6 separate regions of the Mus musculus genome follow, and regions 1, 2, 4, 5 and 6 are each linked to region 3. The links are chromatin contacts, called in public HiChIP or PLAC-seq and promoter capture Hi-C maps. All regions are on one chromosome and are shown on one strand. The core of a region is the stretch at or near the end of the contact, and the rest is flanking DNA. Distances in the headings are between cores, read along the strand shown. Region 1 holds the start of Ascl2 (achaete-scute family bHLH transcription factor 2). Region 2 overlaps Kcnq1 (potassium voltage-gated channel, subfamily Q, member 1). Region 3 holds the start of Cdkn1c (cyclin-dependent kinase inhibitor 1C (P57)). Region 4 overlaps Kcnq1 (potassium voltage-gated channel, subfamily Q, member 1). Region 5 has its middle 19 kb from the start of Ascl2. Region 6 overlaps Kcnq1 (potassium voltage-gated channel, subfamily Q, member 1).

What was found. Promoter capture Hi-C pulls out the DNA fragments that hold promoters and counts their contacts. HiChIP or PLAC-seq counts read pairs in DNA pulled down with a chosen protein or histone mark.
Region 1: a contact with region 3 is called in a promoter capture Hi-C map of embryonic stem cells, with 10 times the contacts expected there. The contact joins the promoter of Ascl2 here to the promoter of Cdkn1c in region 3. A contact is called at or near these places in 20 of 39 promoter capture datasets (the 3T3-L1 cell line, the C10 cell line, the HPC-7 cell line and 11 more), 2 of 15 datasets of contacts at CTCF or cohesin (embryonic stem cells and large pre-B cells), 8 of 484 Hi-C or Micro-C datasets (embryonic stem cells and reprogramming fibroblasts), 8 of 115 datasets of contacts at active chromatin or transcription factors (embryonic forebrain, embryonic midbrain, embryonic stem cells and 2 more) and 2 of 9 other capture datasets (embryonic stem cells and liver).
Region 2: a promoter capture Hi-C map of neural stem cells shows a contact between it and region 3. The contact joins the enhancer-like site here to the promoter of Cdkn1c in region 3. A contact is called at or near these places in 15 of 39 promoter capture datasets (the 3T3-L1 cell line, the C10 cell line, HPC-7-derived erythroid cells and 8 more), 5 of 484 Hi-C or Micro-C datasets (the HL-1 cell line, LSK cells, bone marrow-derived macrophages and 2 more), 16 of 115 datasets of contacts at active chromatin or transcription factors (bone marrow-derived macrophages, craniofacial prominence, embryonic basal ganglia and 12 more) and 4 of 9 other capture datasets (adipose tissue, liver, macrophages and 1 more).
Region 4: a contact with region 3 is called in a promoter capture Hi-C map of neural stem cells. The contact joins the enhancer-like site here to the promoter of Cdkn1c in region 3. A contact is called at or near these places in 25 of 39 promoter capture datasets (the 3T3-L1 cell line, the C10 cell line, the HPC-7 cell line and 16 more), 13 of 484 Hi-C or Micro-C datasets (8-cell embryo, the C10 cell line, the CH12 cell line and 10 more), 17 of 115 datasets of contacts at active chromatin or transcription factors (bone marrow-derived macrophages, craniofacial prominence, embryonic basal ganglia and 12 more) and 3 of 9 other capture datasets (adipose tissue, liver and pancreatic islet).
Region 5: an H3K4me3 HiChIP or PLAC-seq map of embryonic stem cells shows a contact between it and region 3, with 21 read pairs. The contact joins the enhancer-like site here to the promoter of Cdkn1c in region 3. A contact is called at or near these places in 9 of 39 promoter capture datasets (the 3T3-L1 cell line, the C10 cell line, the SN4741 cell line and 5 more), 4 of 115 datasets of contacts at active chromatin or transcription factors (embryonic forebrain, embryonic stem cells and stem cell-derived neural progenitor cells) and 2 of 9 other capture datasets (embryonic stem cells and liver).
Region 6: an H3K27ac HiChIP or PLAC-seq map of embryonic stem cells shows a contact between it and region 3, with 8 times the contacts expected there. The contact joins the enhancer-like site here to the promoter of Cdkn1c in region 3. A contact is called at or near these places in 5 of 39 promoter capture datasets (the HPC-7 cell line, embryonic stem cells, liver and 1 more), 1 of 15 datasets of contacts at CTCF or cohesin (embryonic stem cells), 32 of 484 Hi-C or Micro-C datasets (B cells, bone marrow-derived macrophages, differentiating embryonic stem cells and 5 more), 29 of 115 datasets of contacts at active chromatin or transcription factors (bone marrow-derived macrophages, cardiomyocytes, craniofacial prominence and 13 more) and 5 of 9 other capture datasets (adipose tissue, embryonic trunk, liver and 2 more).

Annotation. Positions count from the first base shown.
Region 1 is chr7:142,967,066-142,970,755 of GRCm38.p6, forward strand. Ascl2 (achaete-scute family bHLH transcription factor 2) reads right to left here and starts at 2,199. Exons shown (of 3, transcript NM_008554.3): 1 at 1,906-2,199; 2 at 835-1,634; 3 at 1-274. The coding sequence starts at 1,915. The coding sequence ends at 853.
Region 2 is chr7:143,196,815-143,200,517 of GRCm38.p6, forward strand. All of the region lies in intron 10 of Kcnq1 (potassium voltage-gated channel, subfamily Q, member 1), which reads left to right. Among named protein-coding and RNA genes, the nearest start is that of Gm28821, 58 kb to the left of the region's middle. Within about 2 kb of position 1,542, at least 17 of the 459 cell types and tissues checked have an H3K27ac peak or open chromatin away from gene starts, as enhancers often do. A contact at or near this core is called in neural stem cells, where this site is marked.
Region 3 is chr7:143,459,781-143,463,007 of GRCm38.p6, forward strand. Cdkn1c (cyclin-dependent kinase inhibitor 1C (P57)) reads right to left here and starts at 1,270. Exons shown (of 4, transcript NM_001161624.1): 1 at 1,073-1,270; 2 at 15-936. The coding sequence starts at 927.
Region 4 is chr7:143,178,877-143,182,354 of GRCm38.p6, forward strand. All of the region lies in intron 2 of Kcnq1 (potassium voltage-gated channel, subfamily Q, member 1), which reads left to right. Among named protein-coding and RNA genes, the nearest start is that of Gm28821, 40 kb to the left of the region's middle. Within about 2 kb of position 2,100, at least 62 of the 459 cell types and tissues checked have an H3K27ac peak or open chromatin away from gene starts, as enhancers often do. A contact at or near this core is called in neural stem cells and pancreatic cancer cells, where this site is marked.
Region 5 is chr7:142,948,243-142,951,866 of GRCm38.p6, forward strand. No RefSeq gene overlaps it. Among named protein-coding and RNA genes, the nearest start is that of Ascl2, 19 kb to the right of the region's middle. Within about 2 kb of position 1,504, at least 14 of the 459 cell types and tissues checked have an H3K27ac peak or open chromatin away from gene starts, as enhancers often do. A contact at or near this core is called in embryonic stem cells, where this site is marked.
Region 6 is chr7:143,117,779-143,121,439 of GRCm38.p6, forward strand. All of the region lies in intron 1 of Kcnq1 (potassium voltage-gated channel, subfamily Q, member 1), which reads left to right. Among named protein-coding and RNA genes, the nearest start is that of Kcnq1, 12 kb to the left of the region's middle. Within about 2 kb of position 1,918, at least 49 of the 459 cell types and tissues checked have an H3K27ac peak or open chromatin away from gene starts, as enhancers often do. A contact at or near this core is called in bone marrow-derived macrophages, embryonic stem cells, induced pluripotent stem cells and 1 more, where this site is marked.

The DNA of each region.
Region 1 (3,690 bases), core at 949-3,448, 490 kb before region 3:
TTCTTCATATTTTCAGTAGAGTCCTACAACAGTTCAAGTTAATTGATAAAAAGTAGATTGTCATTGTAAAAATCTTTATCCTGAGAAATTTCCAAGTCCTGATGCTGCAAGGTCCGGAAGATGGAAGATGTCATTCCGCGGCGTGGAGGCCGAGCAGAGGTCAGTCAGCACTTGGCATTTGGTCAGGCTGCACTAGACAGCATGGGTAAGGCATAGGCCCAGGTTTCTTGGGCTAGAAGCAGGTAGGTCCACCAGGAGTCACCCAGGGATGCAGCTGTGAAGAAGATAAAAGGTGTCAATGTGTACGGACACCGCCCCACCTCCCAAGGCGCAGTAGGCAGTTTCGTTTGCTTGATTAGTTTTGGAGTCTCAACTCATGGGTGCCTCGATCCGCTCAGAGGCGCCGACGGGGGCGGGGCGCACGCTCAGAACCTGCCCGCCGTGACTCAGGGGCCCGCTCCAGCCGACTCACTCCGCACCCCGGCCTAGGACGCGATTTGCAATGCAAACTCACCCCGCCTCCAGCACCCGACTCGGCCAGGCTCTGACAGCACTGGGACCTCGCCGGCCCGGCCCTGAGGCCGCTCCCCTCCCCTGGCCTCCCCTTCCCCCACCCACAGCAGAGCTCTGAGAGGAAGTTTTGCAATCCCGGACAAACAAACGCCGGTCTTGCTCAGGCTTGAAAAAGGTTGAGGAAAAATGAAGCGTGCGCGAAATCCAAGTGATCGCCCCAGCTGAGTCCTGGCTGCACAGGGTCCCCGTGGCGCTAAGTGTCAGGCCCGCCCACCACGTGTCTCCCTTACTGCTTCGCCTCCCCGCCGTCCTGGAACTTACCTTAGGGGGGTGGGATGCTCAGTAGCCCCCTAACCAACTGGAAAAGTCAAGCAGCTCCTGCTCCATCGGGCTTAGCTCTCCCTCGCAGCTGCTTTCCTCCGACGAGTAGGCGGAGCGCGGGGAGGTAGGCTCAGAGCAGCCCAGGCGGTCCGGGGACGGAGACGTAGAGGCGCAGGACAGAGACGCGCTGGCAGGGGAGGCAGAGGGCTGCGCGCACTCATCGGACGGCGGAGTAGCGGGTGTTAACAGCCCCCCAGCGAGCGCGGCACGCACCGCGTCGTGCTCTGCGAGCAGCCGCTGCAGCGCACGAATGTACTCTACCGCGGAGCGCAGCGTCTCCACCTTACTCAGCTTCTTGTTGGCGCCGCCGTGCGGCACGTGCTGCCGCAGCGCCTGGAAGCCCAAGTTTACCAGCTTTACGCGGTTGCGCTCGCGCTCATTGCGGCGTGCCACGGCAGCCGAGCTGCTGCTGGCCTCGGTTGCTCCAGATCGCCGCCGCCGGCTGCAGCGCAGCAATTCCGGAGACGCTTGTCTCCGCCGAGCAGCGCAGGCTCCAGCGACTCCAGACGAGGTGGGCATGAGTCTGGGCAGCGCGCCGCCGTCCATCAAGCTTGCATTCAGCCCCTGGGCCCCTGCTACGAGTTCTGGTGCGGCACAGGAAAAGTGCTCGCGAGGAACCGGGTGCGGTGGGAAGTGGACGTTTGCACCTTCACGGGCCTCAGGCAGGGCACTGCTGCAGGACTCCCTAGGGCACGCGTCGCTGGCCTCCTGCAGTCCTGGGACCCCGTACCAGTCAAGGTCTGAAAGAGTAGGGAAGCGTGGTACTCTCGTGTCCCGCGCGTGCTGTCAGGCGCTCCCCAAGTCTCCCTTTACGCGGCTCAAGCGGCTCCTTTTTTTTAAAAAGTATAGATAACTCTCCTCCGCCCGCCACCGCCTCCTTTCTCACGCCCTCCTTCCTTCGCCTCGCCCTCCCGCCACGCTTCACCCTCCCCTTGGCGTACACATTCTGCAAAGCTGACACCGTGCGCTTCCACCCCCACCCCTCCCGGGTGCAGTTCATGGCCTACTGACGTGCTTCCATGCTCCGGGCAGATGCTTAGCTTATTGCGTCCTCGAAAAATCCTCGAGTGCAGATCCCGAACTGCGCTCCGCAGGTCCCGCACACTCAGGGGCTGAGAGAGGGTCCGAGAGAGGGTCCGAATGTACTCTACAGGCACCTCCACCCGTCCTGGTGCTCAGCCCTTAAGCCCCAAGAGCTGCCAGGTCTCCGCACACCTAGCGCTTGCAGCCGGATGAAGAACCGGACCAAGCTTTGCGGTGACCAAGAGGTAGGAGGCAGAAGAGCGCGACCCCCTAGGGTAGCACGAGCCTCAAACCCGCACCCACGTCCCTCCCCCTGGCGGAGGAGGCGGGAGCCGGGGTCTCAGCCAATCTGGGATCGCCCGTTTGGCCAATGACAATTGGCGCGGTCCTATGCCGGGGCCAGAAGGAAGCGTACGCCTGGCGCGTGGCTCCAGAGATGGGGGAGTGTCTCGCACAAGGCTCCACGCCCACTCCGCCCCACCCTGCTCCTCCACCAGGACCCGGTGTCCACGCATTGCAGGAGCACACCTGTGCCCCTTGAGTGTGAGAAGGGCTTGAGGAGTGGTTCAGACCAGTAATGGGAAATTTCATGTTCCTGGGCACCTGTACCCATTTAGCCCCTCATGCACACCCCATGCCTCTGTGTTTTCAAGAATCCCCAGGACCGGTTGCCCTGACCTGAGAGAATACAATCAAGTCCACTCCTTTCTCACACTGTCACCCATCTGCACCTTACAGCCAGCTCTCCAAGTCTGGGTCTCTTTTCCTAATGGTGAATCTACCCAGACTAGTTTTTGTTCGGTTCCTGGACTTTTTGTTCAATAACACTTCTTCGGATTCCAGCAGACCTCTCAGTCCCATCCTTCCCCTGAGGCCGGTGGAGGGAAGGTTGAAGGGGAAGGGAAATGCACTGACCTTGTCAAAGTCTCAGTTTTGCCCCATTGTCCCAGAAGTGTGCTCTCAAGGCCGTAGCAAGCCCAATTTTTCCCTCAAAGGACTAGGTAGGTGCTTGGGAGCCAAGCAAGACCTATAGGGTTCAAGTGGTCTATCCTGTGGGTAGTAACCTGGAGTTACTTTCTTTGTAAATATCCGACTGGGGGAGGGCTACCAAAACCAGGCTTCTCTCTGCTTTCGCACTGCCTTGGAGCATGTACTGCCAGTGTGGGGCTGCCTGCAGGTTCCATGACTCTCCAGGATTCGTCAAGGCTGTATCATCCTAATCCAGCCTTTTGATAACCTTGCTGTGGGAAGTGGGCAGTGAGTCGAAATTTCCCGGGTGTCTGCTAAGAGCACTTGGATAAGTCTAGTCACTTCTCTGCTGTTTGGAGCAATCCAGTTGGTCTGGGGAGATTGTTAAGTAAAGCACTTGCTGTGCAAGTGTGAGGACCTGAGTTCAAATCCTCAGAACCCATAGAAACCCAAGATGCCAAGAAGAGAATTCCTTCAAACTTCCAGGCCAGCTAGCCCCAGGACTGCAATAATGAACAACAACGTCTATCTTAAACAGGCTGGAAGGGAAGGACCAACATCCAAGATATCCTCCAACCTCCATACACACTGCTGTGCTCATCCTTGCACACGCAAGCATGCACACATATACAGAAGAGATGGAAACAGTTTGTATCCTGGTGCCCTGAGGAGGTTTGATCTGCAAACCCTCACTGTACGGAGACCACTGCTGCCCTGTTTCCTCCCTGCCTTTCCCTAAGTTGTTTTTTGTACTTTTCCTCCATTTAGGGGTGGTGGTGGGAGAGTCTCCTGAAGCTTAGGTTA
Region 2 (3,703 bases), core at 292-2,791, 260 kb before region 3:
AGCTAGATTGTGAGCTAGGCCTGGGATGTGGCCCATGTCACCGTATACCTTTTGCTCAGCATCTCCTGGGAAGCCCCTTACACTGTCCTGCTGGCTGTTTCCTCCCAAGACTGTATGCTAAGGCAAATAGTCCAGACATCCAGCATCCACAGGTTCTTCATCCTCTGACTCAATCTGTTTACAGACTATTACGTGGAAGTTCCTCTTCTAAAGAATCGGGAGGTGTCATGAAGACGTACAAGCAGGTTCTCCGCAAATGCTATGCCATTTTATCTAAGGGATCAGAGTACCCATGAATTGGGGCAGCCCAGGAACCACTCTCCCAAAGGCAGGGAGGAGAGACTTTGCCCAAGATGCAGTCCTGGGTGGAGGGGGCACCTGACTAAAAGCACAATAAGTGATAGTTGGACCTCAGTACTTGAGGTCAGGAGAGAGCCCTTTTCCAGATGGAGAGGTGGAAGCTTGAGCCAAAGGCACCAATGCTCACCTCATCCTCTCTCCCCATCCTACCTGAATACTTGTTTGCTACAGCAATGATAGGCAACCCACTACCTAGAGCTGGCTCCTAAGGTCCTGGTTTCTCCCATCAGAATCTTGCCTCTCATTCAGAATTGTTCTGCTTACCTTCAAGAATCCCAGGCTCCATGGGAAGGCTTCATTTGAGTGTCCTGTTAGAGACTGAGTGTCCAGTCTCATGTGCCACAATGGCCAGGTCTTGTGCCTGGCAAGAAGGAGGCACTGATGTTGGATGCTTGGTAGAGTGGGAACTAAGGGTTGAGACCAACTGTGTGTGTGTAGCAGTGTCTCCTGAGTTGACACTCTATCCCTCCACTCTGCTGTCATGTAGGTGTGTCTCTCCCTTCTCAGACTTCCTCCCAGTGCCTGGGACCTGCCAGAATGTTTTGTGACTAAGTAGAATGCTCCAGGATCCTCCAGAAACTTCCAGCTCATTGGCAGTTGTAAGGACAGTTTCAGGTACAGCAGAGGGTGACCAACAGTATTATTCTTCATCTTTCTTCTAACAAGTGTCTGGGCCCCAGCCTACCAAGTCCAGCTTCTCTAAGGGCAGCTGATCTGTGTCCCGTGTCATTGTTCCCACCACCACATCTTGGCAGGAGGGTGGGAAGTGTTCAAGAAAGGGGCCATGGCTGTTCTATGCTCTCGAAGGCTATCTTAGGCATCCCGTCTGTCAGGACCCAGCCTGGGCCCCACTTTACTGAGCGCCAAGCTGCTGCGTCCTCATCAGATGGCATGGGGATTTGGCTCGGGGCTGGCCACATCTCCATGAGCCCCTGGGACATACTCCCCGCCTGCCCACTGGAGCGGGCACAAAGGGCAATTGTGCCAACAAATGCCCAGTGCCCCTGCAGCTCTGCTTCAGGGGTAGGACCATTGTCTCAATGCAAATAGGGGCTTTCTGCTAATGCTAATGGGCAGGTTGGGCGTGAGCAGAGGCGGCAGGGATGCAGCCCTGTGCCTGCCCAGGAGAAGCATCACTCGATGTTTTCTGAATACGGGGCAGCAGTGTCCCTGCCGTCCATTCAGCCTGCTTAGTGTTATGAAGTCCGCAGTGATGTCTGCGGCATGTTAATGAGGTGCACGAGCAGAGAAAGCAGCACTGCTTGTGGAATGCTCCCACACCGTGTCGTCTCTTTCTGTTAATGTGATAAGTCAGCCTAGTCCAGAGCCACCAGATTTTAGAGACCGAGCCACTGGTCTTGCCCCTCTAAGGATCTGGGGCAACCCTTACTTCACAGGTTACCTGATACACCCCAATCTTCTCACCCAAGAGACTCTTGGGAATCTTGAGCACTCTGGCATAGAGACGAGGTGCTAATCCCAGGCGGGGAGGGAGGGTTGCCATCACTGGGAAAGCCCCAGAGTGCCTGCTCCCACGAGGCAGATCCCAAGCAGACACACTGACTTCTAGTGCCAGGCTAAACCGGGACTTGGACCTCATTTGTGTATGAGAACTAGGAAGCCATCATCTTGTCCTTGCAGAGGACACTTACCTGTTCATGGTGTGCAAAAATCTACCTGTATAGTGTTCTTTTACTATACAGTGGGTAGAAGTGAGCTGCAGTGCTGGTCCCAACTAAAGATGACTAGCAGAGACCCAGAATCATGCGGGGACCTCCCCTGTAAGGACACTCTACTAAGCTCACCTAAGAGATGTGTGCAGGTGTGGTGGAATTGGACTGGTGGAAGCAGGTAAAGTAAGGGGTCTTTTTATGGTAGCATTAGGGCTCAGGCTACCCTGCAGTAAAAATGGGTCTGTGCCTCCTGTAAAGAAACACTGTGGAAAGCAGAAAGAAGTCTACAACTCCCCCAAAGGCCCACCACTCTTGCCAGGATCTTGTACCTTTACAGGGGACAGAATGCTAACAGAGAGGGTTCAGGGGACCATATAGGCCTGAGAAGTATTGTCTCTCACTCTTGGAGGACTCAAGCCACATGCCATTCAACTTACTAGCATCCCAGAGGGATTGATATCCAGGCTCAAGGAAGAAGTGCAAAGCAAGACCCAAGGCCCTGGTTGATGGAGAAGCCATTGTCCAAGTTCAGGTCCAGAGAACCTGACCCTGGTAACTTGACTGCTGCTGTCCATAGGGATCTTAAGGACTCAATGTAGGATTAGTGGGCATCTCCACACTAGTAGCCACTGTGGGTAAGGCTTGAGTATTCTCACACACACAGTAGGTCTGCTGATGTGTGTCAAACAGCACCTCTGACTTCCAGTTCACAAAGCTGTTAGTGACAGAGGTGCTTGCTGGATGCACTCCACTCCAATCCAGGCAGGCTGTGAATTTCTATGGTCCCCATAGGATTATATTTTAAATATATTGCTGACTGTTGTCTCATGTGGACCCATCTCTTGAGCCCCGTGACTTCTGGTTGTGTTCTAGGTATACTGTTAATCCCCCACTGACACACACAAATACACAAACACACAAACACAGACACATAAGCACACATGTACACACGTACTCACATACACTTACATACACATATGCAAACACACGTATACATGTATACTCACGTACACACACACACACACACACACACACACACACACACACCCTTCCTGGAATGTGTTGCCCAGTGTTTTGATTTTATCTTTTTTAGATTCTTCTTCTCATTAGTTGCTCACATTGCTAACAGTGTGAACCTCTGAGGCTTGCTTGCAGGTTTAACTGGACCTCCTTTGTCCTTAAGTATAGGCTTCTTCTAGGGCTGGTCTTGGTGAGCATTCAGCTGCAGCTGGGTTGCATCTTTTAATTGTGTGCTCACTCCTAGGTGATGATTTAGTTGGGGAGAAAGATACATAGGAATACCTCTTTGTGCATGACCTTTTCATTCCTGGTGACTGAAAATTCTCCTTTGAGTTTGGTGTTACCTAAACTGTGATGTGTCAACATGGTGGATTTTTTTTTTTTAAATCACGGGTTGTGGTACTGACTGAATCTGAGGGCTTATGTCTTCCATCAAGCAAGCAAAGTGACTACTATATCTACCGGAAACTGTGTGTGTACATATGCTTATGTGTGGAGGCCAGAGGACAACTTTGGGTATCATTCTCAGAACACTGTCTCCTCATTGGAGATGGAGTCTCTTATTGGCCTAGTGTTCATTAATTAGGCCAGGGAACTCCAGGAATCTCGCTATCTCTGCTTCCACATTGCTGGGATTGCAAACACATGCC
Region 3 (3,227 bases), core at 20-2,519:
CTTCTTGATCGCACCGTTCGCATTGGCCGCAGCAGTCCCGGGTGCAGGACGTCCTGGAATCCCCGAGAGAGGCTGGTCCTTCAGCTCCTGGCCGCGCTGCTCTTGATTCTCGTCCTGCTCCTCGACCGGCTCCCCATTCTGCTCCTCGACCGGCTCCGCACCCTGCTCCTCGACCGGCTCCGCGCCCTGCTCCTCCTCCGGCTCCTCGTCCTTCTCCTCGACCGGCTCTGCGCCCTGCTCCTCGCCCTGCTCAGAGACCGGCTCAGTTCCCAGCTCATCACCCGGCTCAGCACCCGACTCCTCGCCCTGCTCAGAGACCTGCTCAGGGACCTGTTCCTCGCCGTCCCGAGTCGCCACGTCCGGGTTCGCGTCCGGGATCGGGTCCGGAGTCGGGTCGGAGGTCGCGACCAGGGTCACCTCCGGAATTGGGTCTGAGGTCAGATCTGAAGCCGGGGCCGGGGTCGCGGGTGGGGTGGGCTCCGCGACCACGGCCGAGGCTGGGGCGCTGGGCGGCTGCTCAGGCGCCTCCTCTAGGCCGTCGGGGGCCTCGCCAGCCGGCGGCCCAGAACGCGGGATGACAGCCACGGCCACCGGGGGTGGCCGGGGCCCCAGCTGCAGGCGACAGCGCCCCACCTGCACCGTCTCGCGGTAGAAGGCGGGCACAGACTCGCTGTCCACCTCCATCCACTGCAGACGACCAGGGCCTCGAAGAGGCACATCCTGCTGGAAGTTGAAGTCCCAGCGGTTCTGGTCCTCGGCGTTCAGCTCGGCCAGGCGCATCCGCAGCTCGCGGCCCAGCTCCTCGTGGTCTACAGGCCCGAAGAGGCTGCGGCAGGCGCTGCTACGCGCTATCACTGGGAAGGTATCGCTGGAGGCCAAGCGTTCCATCGCTGTTCTGCTGCGGAGGTACACGTCGGACATGCCCATGGTCGAAGGCTGTGCAAACGCGGGCAGCGAGAAAGAAGGGAACGGGAGGAGAAGGAAGAGGGGAGAGGAGGAGGGCGGAGGCTGGGCGTGGGTGAGACCCCTTGCACAGCCCGCGTCCGCCTCTGCCTAAGGACGCAGCGGCTACCTGGCTGATTGGTGATGGACGGCTCCTGCGTCTGGATCGCTTGTCCTGTCCAGCTTGGGCCGCGCCCCCTCGGAGCTTGCCTGCCTGTTCGCTTGCTCTCAGTCGGGCCTAGCCGGCACCCCTCGAGCACAGCGCACTCGGCCTGTGGAACGCCCAGCCCGCTGCGCCCCTTTATACGCGCTGGCCCCACCCCCGCGCGCGCGGGCCTCCTCACGATTAGCATAATGTAGTATTTTCAGTTTCAACAACACCGCGGCGATTGGAGGGTGCAGCCCGCCCCGCCCACAGAGGCCCTGCCCCCGCGCCACGCTCATTGGCTGCGCGCACACACCCCCGGGGCCGGGCGGGGCGGGTGACGGGCGGGCGCTGATTGGCGGCCGCACGGCGAGCGGGCTGCGCGGGACAAGGGGCGGGGCTCGAGTTAAAGAGCTCTGCGGGCGGTAACGTGACACCGCGACGCCCCTCCCCCTCGCCCCATCCCCCCCCCCGCCCCCCGCGGGCTCCTTTGTCTGCAGGCGGGGGCTCGCGCAGCCGCGACGCGCGCGCCCCCTCGGACCATGGAGCTGGGCACAGCCCCTCGGCGATGCCGACGTCGGTGAAGGTCCCTCGGTCCCCGCAGCCCGCGCTAGCCCTAGGACTGCACCAACTGATTAGGGCTTTAACCTACTACTACCAGCTGGGTCCTGGTCCTGGCAGTACCGTGGCTGGATCCACCCTCTACACCCAGGCCTAAGTATCTGCCTTCGAGGCATCTGCACACCTGCTGGCCCTAAGACCCTCTATCACGGAGTTAGAGACAGGGGTCACATCCATTCTTTTCCTGAGGAACAATACTGTAGAGATCTAAAAGATCTGTAGCCTGGTCTATAATAGGCCCACCTACCCGGGAGATGAGACACAAGTTGGGCCCATCCTAGCCTGTACCTACATCACTGATAGATGCCTAGGACCTTAGGTTTGGGTCAGGCCATATTCGACCCCCAGTTCTGCCTACCTTAGTTGGCTGGAAGTAGTTATGCTAGAAAAGAGAGAATGACCCCTCCTCCACAGCAGTGCCTCTTGGTGGGGCCCTGAATACTCACACAAACACACCCGACATGGCCTGACAGAGCCCCCCCCCCGCCCCCCGCCCCTGCTGCCTCCGCTACCGCCGCCAAAAGGAGTTCATTATTTAGGGCAGGGAGTCGAGAAGGTGACTCAGGCATGTGCCAGGAGCTGGCCCCCTCCCCCCGCCCTGGGGAACCAGGACTTCCGGACATACTTGAAAGGCCCTGCAGAGCCCCAAGCTCTCAGCTCCCAGCAGAGATGCCTGTGAGACTTTTGAGACAGAACCCTATTTACAGGGTTAGGTAAGTTGGGCCAACCCGGGAGTCAAGTCAAACCCTGAAGCCAGGGGCCAGACTGTCCTGGAACAGGTGAGAGACGGGGTTTGGAAGCTGCTCTGGTGGAGAGACCAGAGCCTGTGACCTGTAAGGATTTCTTTTTCTCGGTACACCATATTACAAATCTCTCAGGGCATTGGTATGTCACAGTAATTTTCTTGAGTAAAATAAAACTAATGAGGGCTTTCAAGGGGCCTCATGAACCCCTCATTCACTAAAAGCTAAAATCCACTAGCCCAGGGCAGGAAGGAGGCAGGGCTTTGTTCTGTCCCTGTGTCAAAGCCACATGGGCCTCTTCAGAGACCCTGGTCACAGGACCACACTCCACACTTATTTGTGACCACCTGGCCTCCAGGGTCTCCCCAACAGTCCAAATATCCAGGCTGCAGCTGTCGAGGCTAGAGAAGGTCCACCCTGCCCACAACCTAGGCCAAAGCTGCTGAGAGGACTGACTGAACGTGCTCCCTGGGGTGTGGAGCTACTGGGCCCTATTTGTTGGGAGAAGCAGTCTAGACAGCCAGATAGATCATCTGTGCTGCAGGCTGCCTCACTGGGCATCCCTACCCCAGGATGCTTGCATCACTTGCTTTCTCCTTTCATATTCCCGTTTCATCTGCTTGTTTGTCCGTCTCCACACAGGTTAAAGTGAGCCCTCCACAAGTCTGTAACGGTGAAGTTCCATCAATGCTAGCTAGCATCAACAGACCTGGTAAGCACACTGCTTCCAGAAGCAGGGTTAAGTTCCCCATCTAGCCCTCCAACCCAAGGGACCT
Region 4 (3,478 bases), core at 850-3,349, 280 kb before region 3:
TTCCTGCCTTGGTGGATACAGGAAAAGCTGCAGGCTCTGTGCTCGCTGTTTATCCCTGACGCAGGAGTCTCAGCCACAAAGCCCTCTGCAGCCAGGATTTAGCCTAACTCTAGTACAGGGAACAATGGTCATGGTGGGAGGGGCCACTGTGTTCTCTTGCCTTTTGTCTCAGCCCAAGCTCATTGGCCCAAGGACAGCCCTTTCTTTTATATCTCTGGGACAGAGCTCAGGGCCACACTCCATCAATGTCCCCTGGCCTTGAGTCCTTGGTTCTGGCAGCAGCATGTGGATTTCTCAGGGAGGCCCTTTAGGGAGCTGGACAATACTGGTGCATTAGGCTGGTACTTTTATTGGTGGGGGGAGCATGCTAGCTTTTTAGGTGGCTGTTACAAGGTCTGGGGGATGCTGGGATGGTCTAAATAGGCAAGGGGTTGGAAGGTGGGGGTGAGAGTACACCCCACACACTAAGCCTCTGAGGACATGGAGAACCCAGAGGATGCAATGTGTCTGGGGTCTAGGGAGGCTTTTGGGTGCACTGGGCCATGAGACCCTTTGGGTGATAGCCCATAACCTTTGACCTCAAGTGGACAGCAGGAGCAGGCATGGGGGTGAGGGAGGGGTAACAGGTATTTATGTGTTCTGTTGAGAAATTTGAGGCCTATCATTCAACACTGGGGTTGCATTTGGATTATGTCTATAAGACAGGTGAGCTTCAGGCCTGGCCCTGACTGAGCAGGGGTGACTATGCTGGAACAACAGCTGGTATCAACCCTGTGGTCTGTTATACAAGGGCTAAGCTCGCCCCACTAACCCTGCTATGGACTAGGGTGTTGTTACCTGAATTAAACTGTCCCCCACAGTGTGTCTCCTACAGACTCACACTACTGCTAAATGCTAATTCTTCACTGGAGTTCCAGTGTGACCTTTGGTCTGAGGGCTACTCCTCCTAGGTCCAGTATATGTGCAAAGCTGGTGAAAACCATTTTATCTCTGTCTAAACACTAGATATGGCTACATTCTACCTAGGACAGGGTTGTTTTCCTATGTCTCTTTCCTAGAAGCCCCTGAGCCTTACTGATTAACTCAGCCTGGCCTGCCCTGGACATAACTAGCCAGACATTTTCAGGGGATGAAGGGGCTCAAGTCCGCTGAATCCAGGCTTCACACTGTGTTCACATGCTGAATTGGAGATCTGTGTAAGGGGATCTTGCTGTTTCACATAGCCAATTCCAAAATGGGTTTCCCTCCAAGTACTAGGTCAGGGGGCACCTGTAGCCATCAGAAGCCATTGCTAAGGAGATATTTGAATAATGACAAACATCTGCAAATGAGAGAAACTCACTAGATGATCAGCCAGCTGGGTGATGTATGGCCATGAAATTGGAACAGAGGCCTTCTGCCTGGGCTAGCACTGTAACTAAATATTGGGACTTCTCATGGTCAGGCATGCTGTCTCCCATGAAGTCATATCCTGTGCTGGGGATTGGGAGTATGTTTTTCATGTTGGCCAAAGATACACACAGTACTTTGGGCAACAGCCCTACAGACCCAGATTCTCAAGAAACAAAGATGAATCAATATCCCTGCAAGCCAGCTGCTCAGAGATTGTTCATTTGCCCGTTCATTCATTCACTCATCATTCATTCATTCAACAGGCCAATATTGAGCTCTGACTGGAGTGAACGAGACTATGGCTCCTCCCTGGTATGCTCAGCCAAACTGGGCCCATCATTGCCAGCACTCTCTCGCTCTCCCACACATAGCCACCCCCCCCCCATTCCCAATGAGTTCACTTCATGGGCCAAATGCTTTTCTCACAAGGAAGGAGCTATGATCTCCCAAGCTCACTCCTTCCATCAGTCACTGCTCATGCCCAAAACACAAGCCAGGTGGTGTACTATTTTGTCTTAATTAAAAGCATTTATATATGATGTGCAGTATTCAGCCCTCACTCATGGTGGACTCTCCAGCAGCCGACAGGTGGGGGCAGGGCCAGCATGTGTCACCCTTCAAAGAGGAAGTTCCCTCCAGGGCCAGGCTCCTGAGGGAGGCCAGGCAGGGAGCCAGCTGGAAGCAGGCCTGAGCAGCACAATGCTTTGTGGCTTCTCGGGTTTGTGGCTTTGCACAGTCCCCTAACATATGTGGGAGTGGTTTCACCTCCTCACCCCAGGCCTTCCCCAAGGGCCTCATACCAAAGAAGGCTGGCTGGGAGCTGGGGAACAGGTCTGGGACAGGGCTGGAGACCTGGAGGCCACCATAGGCTGTAGTTCGCATGGAATGTATACTTATTTCAAATCCTCCCATCACCCACTTGTGGTGCGGCTACTCACATTTTCACGCCATAGCAGGACTGAGGATCAGACCTGAGCTGCCCAGGGGTGGAACAAGCAGGAAGGGGATTCTCACTCAGGGCAGCCAGTCCCTGACAATGACCCTGTGGCAAGAGCTGGGAGAGAACGGAAACTGGCAGCAGAGTATGGGTATCCCAGACCAGACCTTCTGACATCACTATGCCATAGCAAGCCAGCCAATGCCTCACCCTCCAGATACTGTGCATGTGACAGGTCTTTGGGTGTTTCATTGAAGAGGCAGATAGTGAAGGCTAGGGAAGGAGAGGCTATTCACCAATCAAAGGCAAGGCCCCAGGCTTACCTTGACTTCTCTCATGGTGATTGCCAGGCCGCCAGCGACCGTCCCTTCAGTTTGTGTCAAGGCTGTGTGAACACAAAGCAGTACAGTTGCTCTCACCCAGTGCTGTCACAGACTGGGAAGGCCCCAAGATTGCTGCTAGCTGAATTATAAATCATGGTCAGAGGCTGAGTCTGTTTTTATTGAGAGAGCTAATGGATCCACTTTGTTTTTTTTTTTTTTAACTTGGTTCTCACACCAGTCACCTGCAATTATTTATTTACCTTCCTATTCATCTACTCAACCAACCATCGACACACCCATCCATCTATCCATCCGTCCATCCATCCATCCATCCATCCATCCATCCATCCATCTGTCCATCTATCCATCTGTCCATCTCTCCACTTTCCCATCCTCCCACCTTCTCATTCATCCATCCATCTACCTATCCATCCATTCTTCCATTCATCCATCTATCCATCCACTCACATGCCTATCCATTTGTCCACTCACCCATCTCCTCTTCTATCCATCCACCTTTGTGTTGATCTGTCCATCCACTGCAGTAAGTAACCTGGATGACAGCCTGGGTTTCTCTAGCTTGTAAAGCCTCCCTTTCAGTGCACTCTGACTTCAGAGTGTATGTGGATACATTGGGAGAGGTCTGGTCTGTGTGAATTGACCTAGGAGAGTTATTTCACATCCGTTGCTGCCCGTGCCCTTGCTTGATTCCTCTACTGCCTCTGGATGGATTGGGGGGACTTTTGTACCCAAACCTCAATAGAGGCTATGGATGGTGGGTACGGTGTCTCCAGTGTGAGGCAGAGCTGTGAGCTATGCTCTAAGG
Region 5 (3,624 bases), core at 254-2,753, 510 kb before region 3:
CTTATTACAGTTACACACAGAAGCACGGGGGACTCAGAGGCAGGTACATCACTGAAAAGCCTAATCCAACATGGGCCATAACTCACAAAAATCTGTGTCACTGGAGCTCCCTGCCCAGCTTGTAGGCAGCGCCTCTAGTCAGTTACTATTTGCTGCTTCTGAACCCTCTAACTTCCCCATCTTCCTGGATCTTACACCACTCCCTTTCTAGGTTCCCTTGCTGTGATAAAACACTGGCTCAAAGCAACTTGGAGAGGAAAGGGTTTATTTCATCTTACAGTTTATCGGGAAGGGAAGTCACAGCAGTAACTCAAGGCAGCCAGCCACTGAAACAGAGGCCATGGAAGAACACTGCTTACTGGCTTGTTCTGTCTTGATCAGCCAGCTTTCTTACACACCCCAGGACCGCTTGTCCAGGTGTGGTACCACCCACAGTGAGCTAAATCTTTAATCAAGAAAATGCACCACCGACTTGCCTACCAGAAAAAAAAAATGGTGTCATTTTCTCAGTTGAGGTTCCTTCTTCCCTGATGACTCTAGCTTGTGTCAAGTTGACAGAAACCTAAGCAGCTTAGGTTTGCTTCAATTTGGAGTGCATTGATACATGCCACCACCCACTGAGAGTGTCCATGCATATCTTTGGATACTTACAAAGGGGATTAGTGGGTATCTTGGGATCCCCCATACTGTGTGTCAGGTTACAGATCCTTTAAAGACTCTCTGTCTGTCTGTCTGTCTGTCTGTCTGTCTGTCTCTCTCTCTCTCTCTCTCTCTGACAGAAGTCAGGCCACACTGCAGCTCTCTGGACATAGTTGATCAGCTGCCTGTCTCTTGTGGTCTTGCCCTGCAACTCAATGTCCAGGACCCCTTGGTATCCAGACCCAAGACAACCTTGAATTATAGCTACTTTAAAAATATTCGTATTAATTCTTTGAGAGTTCATACAATGCATTTTGATCATAATTATCCCCCCCAAGTCTTCCCCCTAATTCCTTAGATCCACCCATCTTCCCAACCCACACCCATCAACTTCCTGTCTAATTTTTCTTTTTAAGACAAGGTCTTTCTATGTAACCATGACTGTTCAGGAACTTTCTATGTAGACCAGACTGGTCTCCAACTCACAGAGATCTGCCTGCCTCTACCTTCCAAGTATTGGGATTAAAGGCATGTGTCACCATGATGTTTGGCTGGGTTTTTTGTTTTTTTTTTTTTTTAAATAACCCTTTGACTCCAGATAGATATTTAGATAGATAGATAGCTGACTCTCCTTCTCCCAGGAGACATCAAGTGTCCATAGCTCTTCAATTAAATATCCCCCCCCCCAACAAAAAAGGGGTTACAGAGTTGGCCCCAAGCTAATGACACTACTGAGAGGTGATTGGCTCATTAGTTGACTAAATCCAAGGGTGAATCTACTGATGAACTCACAATTAGCTGGGCTCTTAGGAGGAGGGGCCTGGATGGGGAAGTAGGTCACTGGGAAGTGTGACTTTAAAGGGTATACTTAGCCTCAGCACTGTCCTCACTCTGCTTCCTGCTTCCCCACCACCTTGACTAGAGCAGGTCTGCTCTGCCACACCCTTCTGTCACGAGGCTGTCTTCCCCCCACCCCCACCCCCCACCCCCACAACTGGCCAAGAAACAATGCAGCCAGTCCCCACCCCACCAGGAGACTAAAACCACCAGCCAAACTAAATCCTTTCTCAGTTGTTTTTCTCAAGTATTTTGTCGAAGCAAAATCACAGAAAGGTGACTAACACACTGCCCAGGGCGCAAACTCAGCCAGTTAGTTTATTTGCTCCTGGGGGGAAAGCTGCTTGCTACTGCAGAGAGAAGGCTCTCCCTGAGGGGGAGAAAGAAAACCATCCAGCTTAGGGTGCCATCGAAGAACAGCCCATCCGGGGAATTCTAGAAGCCCACAAACCTGTGGTGAGGAGTGAGCTGTGCACCCCGGAACCACAGCAGGAGGGGGAGGAGGAACTCTGAGGAGGCTGGGTCCACAGGACATGGAAATACAGGGATAGCCATAAAAACAGACCGGCGCCCCACCCCCATCCTCCTGCACTGACAGAGCTTTGATATTTAACTCTAACGCATATTTAATTGAGATCTCAGAATAGAAGCCTAGAAGAAGAGTGCAGACAAACATCTGCCACTCCAGTTCCAGGGGATTTAATACCATCTATTGGATTCTGCAATCACCTACACACAGGTGGCACACACACACACACACATACACACACACACGCACAGAGAGAGAGAGAGAGAGAGAGAGAGAGAGAGAGAGAGAGAAGAGGAAGAGGAAGAGGAAGAAGAAGAAGAAGAAGAAGAAGAAGAAGAAGAAGAAGAAGAAGAAGAAGAAGAAGAAGAAGAAGAAGAAGAACCAATCTTTAAAAATATTCCTACCATGATACATAAAACAGTGTGATATTATTATCTGGTAGCCATTGATTAAATAACTAAGTTTGTGTTTGCACATGTGTATGTGTGATATTGCATAATATGTTATGATATAAAATAAAATCCAAGGCAAATTTTTTATCAAGGGGGTATAAATAAACCAGAGTTAGGGATGTAGTTCTGTACTAGAGTACTTGCCCACTATGCACAAGATCCTAGGTTCAAAATCTCAAAACAAAACAAAATAGAAAGATTGACTTTAATAAGCCAAAAATGGGAACAAAATGGTACAATAAAAAAAAAATCCATGGGGTCAAGAAGATATCTCAGTGGTCAAGAACACTTACTGCTCTTGCAGAGGACCTGGGTTCAATTCCCAGCACCCACATGGAAGCTCAGAACTGTCTTGTCACTCCAGTTCAAGGGATTTGACACCATCTTCTGGTCACTATGAGAACTTCACACACACACACACACACACACACACACACACACACACACACACACACTACATTATTTTTTCAAGTGGAAAAAGAACTGAGGTTACAGTCAGTGACGGCTAGTATACTTGCTTAGTATGTGCAAGAGTCTTAGATTAAGCCCCTAGCACTGAAAATAATAACTAGGATCTCAAAAGGAAGCTAGCATGTTCAATGGTGAAGGACCACAGTGGTGCTCTCCTTATGATTAGAGAAGGCATGGGGTTTCTCTCTTGCCTCTCTGACTTTACATTTTTCACTGGAAGGCTCAACCAGTATAACATTTTTAAAACATATATATTTTAAGGGAAGAAATAAAATTATCTCTATTCCCAGTGGCATGGATATTATGGATGTTAAGTAGTACCCCACCACCAGAAACAAACAAAAGCTCACCAGGAAACTAAGTGTGTATTAATGTCGAGAACTGAAGCATGTTCTCAAATATCTGTAATGAGCTATTAGAACTCATTTTTCCAAAAGCTCAACTTAGAGCAGCAAAATAGCTATAACAAAACATGTATCACCTATAAAGATTAAAATTACAAAACACTGGGGCTGAGGAAATAGCTTGGTGGTTAAAGCACTTGCCACTCAAGTGTGAGGGTCCTCAGGACCTACATGGTAGCCCACCAATATCTCCATATTTGGAAGGCAGAGGCAGGACATCTCCAGAGTAAGACTAGCTGTATCAGTGAGCTCTGGGCTTGATTGAAAGTCTTGATGAAAAAAGTGAAAAAGC
Region 6 (3,661 bases), core at 668-3,167, 340 kb before region 3:
TGCAGAAACTCAGATCCCCAGTTGTCCTAGTGACTAAGGGACAGGACCTTCCATCTCTTTCAGAGATGAATAGGTGATAGCCCACAACTCACCCAGCATACACCTGTCTTGCTTCCCACTGTAACAGTAACGGGGAAACCAAAGCACTGAAGAGGTCCCAGCTTTGGGTGGGGGGTTGGGGGGAGGTTCCTTGCCAAATCCTGCTAATGTCAAAAGCCCCTCAGGGCTGATCTACACCATCATGGGTCCTGGTGAAATCACAGATTCGGCCTTGAGGGTCTCAGTTACCAACTTGTCCAAAATCTAGATGGGTGGGACAGCAGGTATTGGGTAGAATTGTTCAACCAGGACCTACATTGGCATCACTACTGGAGGAGTAAATGAGCTGAGTACAGCCTCCTGATCAAGCTTTTGGGAAATACTGTGGCAAGAGGAGCATGCTTTGGTGCTCATGGTGGAATTGAGGTGTGCAAGTTAAGATGGAGGGGACCTGTAGGCCTAAGGACCGAAATATGCAGGGGAGGAGAGATGGGTAGAAGGACTGGGAGAGTGTGTAGCATGTGCCCTCTCTTGGGTCCTGATTAAACAAATTGCAAAACCCAGTTTGAGATTACCTTGCTCGAGGGTATGCTCCATTCTGCAGTGGGTGTCACCTGTTGGGTCTATGTCTGCTGTGTGAACTGGCTCTGCCCAGTGAGAGAGGGTGAGGTGGCTATGATCCTTCTGTGGTCAGTTCCCTTGCTCCCTGAGGACAGGATGCCAGGAAAATGCAGGGATGGAGCAGATAGACTGAGGCTTATGCCCAGTGCTCTAGTGCTCCTTCATGCCAGCCCTGTAATATTGGCAGGGAGATGGGAAGGCCAGGCTTCTGGGAATACTTGAAGGGACCTAACCAGAATGGCCCATCGTATCTGTGCTTACAAAGTTGTTATGTGGCGATGAGCATAGGAGCTGAGTGCTGCCTGGAATTGGCCCTGTTCATGTGACCTGGAACTCTGGAGGACTAACATTGGGGAGCTAACCAGTGCTCAGGAGCAGTAGCATGCCCACCTGGCTCAGAGAGTTGTGAGGAGACAGGAGGGATGTAGAAATGTTAGGGCAAGAGTCAGGGGAGGAAAACCAGAGGGCTGTTGGTGAACCTTGGAAGATGTACAAGCTTACAGCTTACTTACAGCTGCCCTGGCCCTGCTGGAGGCCCCCAGGAATGTGGGGGTGGGGGTGGAGATCACATTTCTAAGTCAGAGAAGCCACCTGACTTTGGCTGAAGCCACTTACATATCTCCTATGGTCTGGTGTCTATCTTGCACTTCTTGCTTTTTTGAGACAGGGTTTCTCTGTATAGCTCTGGCTGTCCTGGAACTCACTTTGTAGACCAGGGTGGCCTCGAACTCAGAAATCCGCCTGCCTCTGCCTCCCGAGTGCTGGGATTAAAGGCGCGTGTGCCACCACCCCTGGCTCTATCTTATACTTCTTGAAAGGGAAGAAATGCCTAGTGTTTTTCAACTTTCCATACAGCAAGTCTGTGGTCCTATCTGTAGACAGCCAAGGCTTGCAGCTGCCTTCAGTGCTGACCTGAAGTCCAGCGATCGTTGTCTGGAAAGTGGGCAAGGATTCCCCACCCCTTCAACTCCTCCTCTCCTGTCATGCTTTTACTTCCTCTATTTCTCCCCTTCTCCTCCCACCTTCCATTTCCTCCTTCTCCCCTTCCCATCCCCCTCCTCTCCTCTTCCTTCCTTTCCTACTTCCCTCCCCCTCCCTAACCCTTCCCCCACCTCCCTTTACCTTCCCTACTTCCTCCTCCTCCCTCTTCTCTCCTCCTCCCCCCTGCCTGAAGTTTTTCACTTGGTAACTGGCCAGGCCCTTCCCAGTTTCCAAGTAATGAGGCATGCATAAAAGTCTTTGAGGTGGTTTTTGTTCTGTAGGGTCACTCCTACAGAGTCCCTCTCTCCCTCTCTGGGGACGGGCTATAATATCATGGTGCTTGGCCCAGGCACAGTGAGTTTGCTGTTTACTCCACAGGTCCTCTAGAGGACAGCCTGGAGTGGATTGCTACCTGTTGTCACCCACATGGTTCTGCCCCTCCTTGAGCAGTGAGACTGCCTGCTTTCAGACAGTTCCCTCTATGCAGGCGAGAGTCTCAGGAAAGCCTGTGTTCTTGTTCTGTACCCTGGCTAGGTGATTCAGGGCTGACAGAATCCAATATGGCTTGCCTTCCTTCCATGGCTCAGCGGGGGAGCTGTAGTCTACACACCACATCTGGGTCCTAGAATTGCTTTAGCCAGATGGGCGTGGTTATTCTTTGTGAGAACCTGAAGGCCAGGGATGTGTACAAAACCACACAGGAAATTTGGTGTCTTTGAGTCAGACCAGATTGAACACCTGGCTACCAATGACTGGCAGCACTAGCTTCATAGTTCAGGAGCCCTGCCTGGTACTCTCACAAAGCTCTCTGATCCCAGGAAGGCTGGGATTCACTGAGCACCCAGACAAGTTGTGGGTTCACCTTCTAGGGTTCTGTATGCAGTACACAGTGGAGGTTTCCAGAGAAACCATAAAACCCAGATCCTCCCAGCCAAGTAGAAAGCAGGAAATGGCGAGTGACCCTCAAGTGACCTAGTCCCTGGGAAGACGATAGACAAAAGACAGGCCCAGGCAGCAAAGGCAACATGGTTTGCCTGTGTTTCTCTGAGCAGACAGATACAATGGCCATCTTTCTGGGGGGACTCTGTGGAAGGGAATCAGTGGTACAGCTGTGGAACTTGGTCTCTCAGGTGACACTGGAGAACAGGAAGTCTTCATGTACACAGAGCTGGCCTCTCGCCTTTGCTGGATTGCAGAATGTCCTCTCCTGAGCAAGTAGTAGTGGCAGGCGGCAGTTGAGATGGGTGTGGCACCATCCCAGAGACTTCGTACTGGGGTTGTGTGGCCTGGGAGGTCACCTTGCTTTGGGGCTGTTTCCCCACATGTGGATAGGGTCTGGGCCTCTATCTCAGGGATGCTAACAGGTCATGTGATCATGCGTTTGGGCTCCTCATCTTGCTATGTATGACCATTTAAAGGCCCCCAAGGCTACCCTCTCACTGCCCAACACCTCTGTGTCTCTGGCATTGGAGGGAGTTATTTCTAAGTGGACATATGAACTAGTCATCTCCTTGTAAATGTTGAGAATATTCTGGAAATAAGGTCTGTAGAGAGGCAGTTCTCCAGAGCTTAGAGGAGATAAGCTATGGCAACCATATAAGCTGATCTGGAGTAGGGCTGAGACACGCTTGCCTCTAACTCTGTCCAGATAGCTTCCATGACACTCACTGAGTAGGAGAGGCCCAGATGGGAGTCCATATTTCCATGTGTGCACATGTGTGTTGGGTGGGCAGTGTGGCAGTCCACAAATACTAAATGGCTATTTCTATGTGGCCCCTGCTCCCAAGTCCGGCTTCTAGGGCTCAGGAAGTTGGAGTGTTAGACTATCACAGGATGCATGGGTGGATGCATGTCTGGATCAGTGGGTGTGTTGGTTGATTGGATGTGGTGTTCCTGTGAAGAGGAAAAGATGGACAAGGGTATGGGTGTGTATGTCAGGGGCAGGGGTGTCATGTCAGGGTTACTATCTTTCTTGTACCCCTCCCCTGACATTTACACTTGCCTGGGAGTGAGTGCCTGG